Regions from separate parts of the Sus scrofa genome. Here region 2 is linked to region 1. A link is a contact called in public HiChIP or PLAC-seq data. All regions are on one chromosome and are shown on one strand. Each heading gives the region's core, a stretch centred on a gene start, on an enhancer-like site or on the middle of the called end of the contact. The rest is flanking DNA. Distances are from core to core; before and after follow the strand shown.

Region 1 (3,675 bases), core at 382-2,881:
CTGCTATTATCAATCTCCTCTCCTCTCAAATTTAGACATAAATAAAATTCCCTGGTATATAAAAGTCCTGTCTCACTACTAAGATCCCAACTCTGGTTCTCCACTGGTATTACCTTTTATGCTACTGAAAAAATGATGACTTCAAGTTATTACCACAGATAGGATTAATAATCCAAAAGACAGCAGGCCCTGTACCTTTGTGCCTCTTGCTTTTCTTTTTTCTGCAGACAGTTCTCTCATGGATGCTTTCCTCCTGGGCATCAATCTCATCACTGCTGTCGATGATGTCACAAGGCTCACCAGCCCCAGAAAGAGCTTCCACTGCAGGAACCTGGGAGGCTTCCAAGCCACAAAGAGATTTTACTAGAAGAAAATAAGAAGAGAATGAAATGGCAGAGTTCCATGGCTTAGGCAGGATATCAGCATCCATGAGGAAAAGGAAAAAGGAAAAAAAAGCAAAAGCAGTTTGAAAGCTAGCTAAAGAAAGCTGAGAATCTTTTTTAAAGAGTAGCTTAAGTACAAAAAAATTGGAAAGCAATGGGCAAACTGACTCCAAAATTGCATAAACTGCTTCAGACCTGAAGAAAGAAAGTGAATTATTCTTCCATTCTGCAAGGTAAAAGTAAAAGGTCAATGCTATTTTCAATTTGCATAACTTCTGAGAAGCAATGCTTGAGACGAATTAAATCCAATTTAACCCTATTCCTGGGCTGAAGACATTACATATCATAAAAACACAAACCTCAAGTAAGAAGCTGAAAGTAAGAGAAGCATGGGCAAAGCAATAGTTCAAGGTTATTACACTAAAAAGCAAACTGCAGAATTAAATGGAGAATATATGTGAACTACAGGAAAAAGATTAATAACCCAGAAGAATGCAGTGGAAATCACAGAAGAGTTCCTTAAAGATTTTATTTTATTTTTAAAAAGATTTTATTTTTAATGGAAAGATGGAAAAAAAATATTTCTGCTCTAGAAACTCCTACTGCTCTTGGTAATATTTCCCCTTCTCTGAATATATGAGTAACCATTTAGAAGAGCAAACACGTTTGCAGGAAGAGACCAAAGGACTGCAAGAAAAATACCGAGGCAGGATCCCAGGAAAATAAAACACCAATTTCTCTCTTCACTGCCTGAGTCTTAAAAGATTCGTCGGAAGCCTACCTTCCTGCTGAACAGCATTGGCGACGGCTTTCTTGACCCTTCCAGACCTCACGACGGCCGGATCCGAGTTGGCATAATCCGCCACGGTCACTGAAACACAGCACCAACCCTCAAAGGAGGATGCCTTCTCTCGTCAGCTTTCTCCCACCGAGATTTCCTGCTCACTCCAAGTCCCCAGCCCTGGCCGCCCTCCGGTCGCAGGAGCGCAAGCACTCGCCACGGCGCTGTCCTGCCCCCCACCTGCCTCCAGCCCCAAGCCTTTCAAAGCTTTCGCCCCCTCCCTACCTCGCCCAGAGCAGGCGTCTTGGGCCCGGAACTTGAGTCGCTTCCCTCTCTTGGGCATGGCGACTGTGTCGGGGCGAGGCCGTGTTAGTGGGCCAGGACCCCCGGCCATGTTTCGGGCCAGGGAGCAGGATCCTGGAGCCAAGGGCCAAGTCCGCCCGGCTCCGCGGCCATCCCCTCCGGAGACCGCAGCTCTCGCGAGGACTTAGGCTAGGGCTCCACGTCGCGTTGACCGCCGACGCCCCTCTTCAGAAACCAATCACCAATCTGGTCTGGGGAGTACGTCATCATCCAGCGGCTACAGATCAACCTGCGTCTGGGTTTTCTTTGGGTAGGTGGCTGCTGTTTTGGGCAGTGTGGGATTTTGCCCTTCCTTTTGTGAGATGATTTGGTGTCTTAGACCGGAAACCTACATCCGCATTGATTAGAATTGAGTTTACAGTCAGGTCTCTCAGGTTTCACTGCTGCTGCTGCTGCTGTCCACACTTCAGTTTCACTTCAGTACCCCCAAAAGCACATATATTTTCATCTTCGTGTTACATCTCCCAGGCCACATAGACCTCCTGCTAGTCCAACACGGGCCTTTAAGAGTCTTAACTCCAATTTCTTATACAAAAGATAAAATTTCTGAATTCTCAAAGTTGAGGGAGGGGTTCTTAAAAGTTTATTGATTTACCACTATCCACCAAACTAAATACTAGAAGGATGGATGAGGAAAGGATGGTTATAGAACTGTGAGGGAGCAGGATCCTTGTCTAGTGTCACCAGGATAAATAAGTTATCATGTGTCCTATGTTAGGTTTTGTGTCATAATTTCATTGCAGCTTCCTGAATGTGCTAATCTTGGTTTGAGGAGCATGGTACTTATTTAGGGACCAAGACTCCTGATGTTGGAGAGATAGCAGTGGATGATAGCTTGAAACGAGATCTTAATTCTCTCCTCAGAAGTTGAACCTGGGCAGCCTGCATGAAAACCAAGAATTCTAGTTACTAGACCAGCTAGAGACTGAAAGCAGAATTGCCCTGATTCTTGCTCCCTGTTGAAAGCAAGAATGTTTTAAGGAGGCAAAGACTATAAAAGCTGGTATAAAGTTTATTGTTAGAAACGCAATACAACATGTGGGAGAGCACAGAGAAGTAGTCCATTTATCTATGGCAGAAGCAAGGCAGTAATACATACCCAAAGTAGGAGTGTGTGTGTGGACATCCCCTGCCCCCAGTGAGGAGTGCACCAGAGAGATGATTTAAATTGCTTATTTAGGACAGTTCTTTAGCGTCTTTGCTTTCCTTTGGCTGATTATCTTGTTATATTTCTCACACCTTACTGGACCTTCCCCAGTTGCATGCTCATCTTTTGGTCAAGATGGATTCTAAAGCAAAGGGTTCTGGGATGGTATCAGGACTTATTATGACCTGGCACCCCCCTTCCTTTTTGACCCCCAGGAGTCTTTATGCACACGTGAAATTGAGGAGGTCTCCTTTACCCCAGGAGTGATTGCAGTGGTAATCTTTTTATTCCAGCTGAGCCCAGCTCCCGCCCGCCATTAACTTCCTTGAAGTGTCAAAGAGAAGCAAGGTCCAATTTACTCAGACTAACAAGCCCCAGCTGTTCACAGCCCAGAGGCCTACCTCCTACCTCAGTTCCACCTGTTGGACCCACCAGAGTGCCACCGTGAGATATTTAGGAGGAGTCTTCTCTTTTTTAATCTAATTACTTAGTACATAGATGTTCATTAGGTGCAAACCACTGGCCTTTTGTTACCGAGCAGGACCCTGTGAGGCCTTCCCACAGTGGAATCCCCCACTCATGTCCTCCAGCCTTTTTGTCTGTAGAAAACTTTAGTCAAAGAATCAATTTAATCAGAGAAATGAGAAAACACAGAATAAGGAAAAAACAAGTCAAGCAAGACAGAATAATGATAGCTTAACCATTCAACAAATTTAAGGACCTTTTGTCAGTTCTTCGAAGACTATGGAGAATATTCTGAGCCATGTCCTTAGAGCTGTTTTGCATGTGCTAAAGTCCCCACAGGGTGGAAGAAGTCAACTGTATGCTGCCCACAAGCAGGTAGAGCCCAGACTGGTTGGAACCAGAAGGTTAATGATGCTGACTCCCAATTACCTCACCACCAACCAGTAAGGAAAATGTCCATGAGCTAGTCATACCCTGCTCCTCTAACACTATAAGACTCCTCACTACCCACTCCAAAGGGTTTGAGGCACAATCCT
Region 2 (3,675 bases), core at 553-3,052, 170 kb before region 1:
TATAGCTGCAGAGTCAGAGGCCAGGGATGGGGATCGGGTCTCCAAGGCCCGCCCCCTACTGGGCAGGACATTTGTCATCTGGCAAAGGGCATAGGCACCCAAGCGGGGCAGGATCTGGAGGCTCCCCAGGCCCTCTGTGGCCTCTCCTCAACAAGGACAGCAGGTGGTAAGATGTGGCCACACTCCTGTGCCCCTGGCCCCAGGGAAGGGGGAGAAGGTATGTGTGGCTGAGGACCCTAAATAAATTCCATGTGTATTTATTTTTCAGTTGTGAGCTATATCATCCATGCTGAAGAGTGCATAAAATGTATTTATTTAATTGAAAGAATTCCTTTATAGTGAAAGCCTGTGTAACCATTACGCAGGACAGGAATCAAGACCTCATTAGTGGCCCTGAGCTCCAATCACATACATCCCCGTCGCTGCCCCCAGAGGCCAGCACTCTCCTGACTCTCCCTGTCTTCTTTTGTAGAGATGCCCCTTGAAGAAGAGAGCTGGTGCCGCCTGTGTGTGAATTGAACACGAGTGGGAATCACACCACTCTGTGTGTCCAGCTCCTTTTGCTCCCCATTATGTCTGTTAGATCACCCGTGTAGCTGAAGCTTTTATTCTAGTTTTGGTTTCTAGGTGCAGAGACACTGCACAGTTAATTATGGATCCCCTTGTTGAGGGAGGGCTGCTTTCTCCAGATTTGGCGACTGCAGACAACACTGCTGTCAGCATTGGCATGTGTGTCTCCTGGGGTGCAGGTGTGAGGGTTTCTGGGGTGGGCCATAGAGTTTGAACATTTTCAACTTGACCAGATGCTCACCCACTTTTGTCCAAAGAGAATGCTCCCATCTACACTCCCACCAGCAATGGGTGTTCTCGTTCCTCCCCCTCCTCCCTAACACATGTTATTTTCAGGGTTATTAAATCATCACCAGTCTTAACGTTTTACTGGATGAATGACTCAATGACTAGCAATTTGGTCCTGCCTGCCTCATTTTCCCCATGGCATGTACGTGTCCATGCCATGCCCTGCTTTGAAGCCTCTAGAAGTCTCAGAGTGCTGTCCTCCTCCAAGTTCTCTTCCAGATCTTCCTTACGACTTTATTCCACCCTCAAGGGCTAGGTGGGGGATTCTCACGGTGCTGTCTTTAGCAGAGAGGGAGACCAAGGGCCAGGCCAGGGGTTGGGGAGGCTGGGTGACCAGGGGACTTAGTTTCCCTTCCTGGGGTCCCATTGCCCTAAGATCCTCCTCCAATCATCCCCGCCTCAGGCATCCCAATGCCCTCCTTTTCTTGGCCCTCAACCTCACACAGCACAGGTGAAGCTCCTTGGGAACGTGAGGACCAGGGAATTGTGGGAATTCCCTGGCAACAAAGCAGGGAGTGCTCTCTGGGGAAGCCTGTTTCAGGCTGTCTGGACCCCAGCACCCAAGCTGAGAAGCCTTGAGCACAAGGGCCCCACAGAAGCCAAACATGCAGAGCTTGATCTGGGTTTATTCTCCAGATGAAAGCTCTTGTTCCCAAATGCCCTGACCCCTGGCACAGGCTCCCGGCAAGTCCCATCTCACCCATCTGTACCCTCCTCCCATCTGGGCACCAGAACCCCAGCTACTGAGATCCAATCAGGGTGATGGACAAGGTCCCGTGCTCCTCAAGGGACCCTTACAGTTCCTCCCCCAGAGCTATTCCTGGCTTAGGCTCCTCCCACGCTCTGGTCCCCCTGCCTGACCTGACCCCACAGCTGGGAATCACTTGCTTGGGGGTGGGGCAGCCCCCCTGACTATATATGCCTGGACCTAGGTGTCCCAGGCACCCTGGAAGCACAGACCCTCCACTGCTAATCCCTGCACACTCCAGCCTGACCCCTCAGCCAGCCCCAGCAATGACAGGAAAAGCCACCTTGGAGGCCCCCGACTGTGGTCCAGAGGAGACTGCCTCTGAATCTGCAAATGTGCCCGCCACAGAGCCCTCTGGAGAAGTGGCAGCTCCGAAGTCTACGGGGGAAGAGCAGACTCCCAAGCCACAGGAACCTGCCCCTCATGTACCTGCCCCCGATGCCCCAGCAGCCAGTAAACCAGCACCTCGGAGTGAAGGTGACAAGAGGGGGGACAGGTGGAGGAGGGTGGCAGGCATGGCAGGGAGTGGTGGGTGGAGAGCTTTTGGCCATGAACCTCTTCCCCTTCCCCTGCTTCTCCCTCAGATGTCCCCAGTGCCCCGCTGCTGCTGGCCGTGGAGGACGTGGGTGATAGCTCGGTGACTGTGAGCTGGGAGCCCCCGGAGTGGCTAGGGAAGCTGGGTTTCCAGGGCTACGTGCTGGAACTCCGCCGAGAGGGAGGTGAGCTCTGGGCTGAGCCCTGAATACACGCAGGGAGGGGGGATTGGAGGGCAGCAGGGACAAGCCCCCAGTTCTGCAGTTGGGTCAGTCCAGGAGGAGGGATGGGAGAAGCAATGCTTTCAACCCACTCACCCAAGGCTTCTTGCTCCACCAATGCCCCTCTGAGAGCAGGAAGATGTCCAAACCACCTAAGGAGGCCCCTTGTCCTTGAGCTCCCGAAAGAAGAGTTGGGGACACCGGGGCACAGCTCCGTGAGAACGAAGGCTGTGCTAAGTCTCACAGGACACTGCTTGGGGAGGGCAAGCAGAAGGCTGAGAGCAGAGAAACTGAGGGGGAGGGCTAAGTCAGAGGAGGAGACAGTGAAGAGAAATAGGCAGCGGCGGGGTCTCTGGCCAAATTCCTGATGCCACTGTCCTGCTGTCCATCTCCATGACAGTCAAGCTCAGCCTGGCCTCTGCCTTTGCCCCTAGCTTGCTGTGTGACTTGGCAGATGTGTCCAACTCTCTCTGGTCACCACTTGAGGGCTCTAACATCAGGTGTCTTTGATGCAATTTAACAATAAGAGGCAGGGAGGGAGAGCGTTGGGAAATGCAGGCTCCAAAACTTCAGCTTCCTCCGATCACCATTGAGAAGGGTGGCTGCACTGAGAAGGGTGCCCACGGCCATGGAGCCATGGCCATGCACTCTCTTCATTTCCCTCAGCCTTGGAGTGGGTGCCTGTGAACACCCGGCCCATGATGGTGACCCAGCAGACCGTGCGGAACCTGGCTCTGGGTGACAAGTTCTTCGTGCGTGTGACTGCGGTGAGCTCTGCAGGGGCTGGCCCACCGGCTGTGCTGGATCAGCCTGTCCACATCCAAGAGACCATTGGTAAAGCTCATCCCTTCATCTTCTTGCACCGCACCCCTACCCCCGCCCCACTGCCAGGATCCTTGTCTAATGGGTGGAGAAACTGAAGCCAATGGGCAAAGCGAGCAGGGCAGCCCTCTCCCCCATCCCACACTCACGTGCACAAGCCACCTGCTATCACCATCTTGCCTCAAGAGAACTCCAGGTTCCTCAGCAGCAAGGGGCCTCTGGAGGTCAAAGAGGCCATTTCCCTGAGTGGCCCTGCCCCCAAGAGTTGGGAGAAGGGCTTCTTGACCCTCAGAAATGAAAGCTCAAGCTCCCCAGGTCACCTGCCTCAGGGTCCCAGTGCTTAGAGTCATTCAGTTCTTCCTCCTATCCAATCTTAATCCCATCAGAGACCACGGAAGCTCATTTCATAGTGCTTGGGTTCCAGATTCTCCCCCAAATTTTGAAACAAAGAGGTGTTTCCTTGCCTCTTGCTGCACCACATCCCTAGTGGAG

The links. HiChIP or PLAC-seq counts read pairs in DNA pulled down with a chosen protein or histone mark.
Region 2: an H3K27ac HiChIP or PLAC-seq map of skeletal muscle shows a contact between it and region 1. The contact joins the promoter of MYBPH here to the promoter of TMEM183A in region 1. A contact is called at or near these places in 1 of 47 Hi-C or Micro-C datasets (skeletal muscle) and 1 of 2 datasets of contacts at active chromatin or transcription factors (skeletal muscle).

Annotation. Positions count from the first base shown.
Region 1 is chr9:113,711,037-113,714,711 of Sscrofa11.1, reverse strand. It overlaps TMEM183A (transmembrane protein 183A), which reads right to left and starts at 1,631. Exons shown (of 8, transcript NM_001243927.1): 1 at 1,450-1,631; 2 at 1,165-1,254; 3 at 196-363. The coding sequence starts at 1,558. LOC100513809 (alpha-1,3-mannosyl-glycoprotein 4-beta-N-acetylglucosaminyltransferase C-like) reads left to right here and starts at 1,721. Exons shown (of 4, transcript XM_021063626.1): 1 at 1,721-1,777.
Region 2 is chr9:113,880,622-113,884,296 of Sscrofa11.1, reverse strand. MYBPH (myosin binding protein H) reads left to right here and starts at 1,802. Exons shown (of 10, transcript NM_001033014.1): 1 at 1,802-2,083; 2 at 2,191-2,325; 3 at 3,028-3,195. The coding sequence starts at 1,873.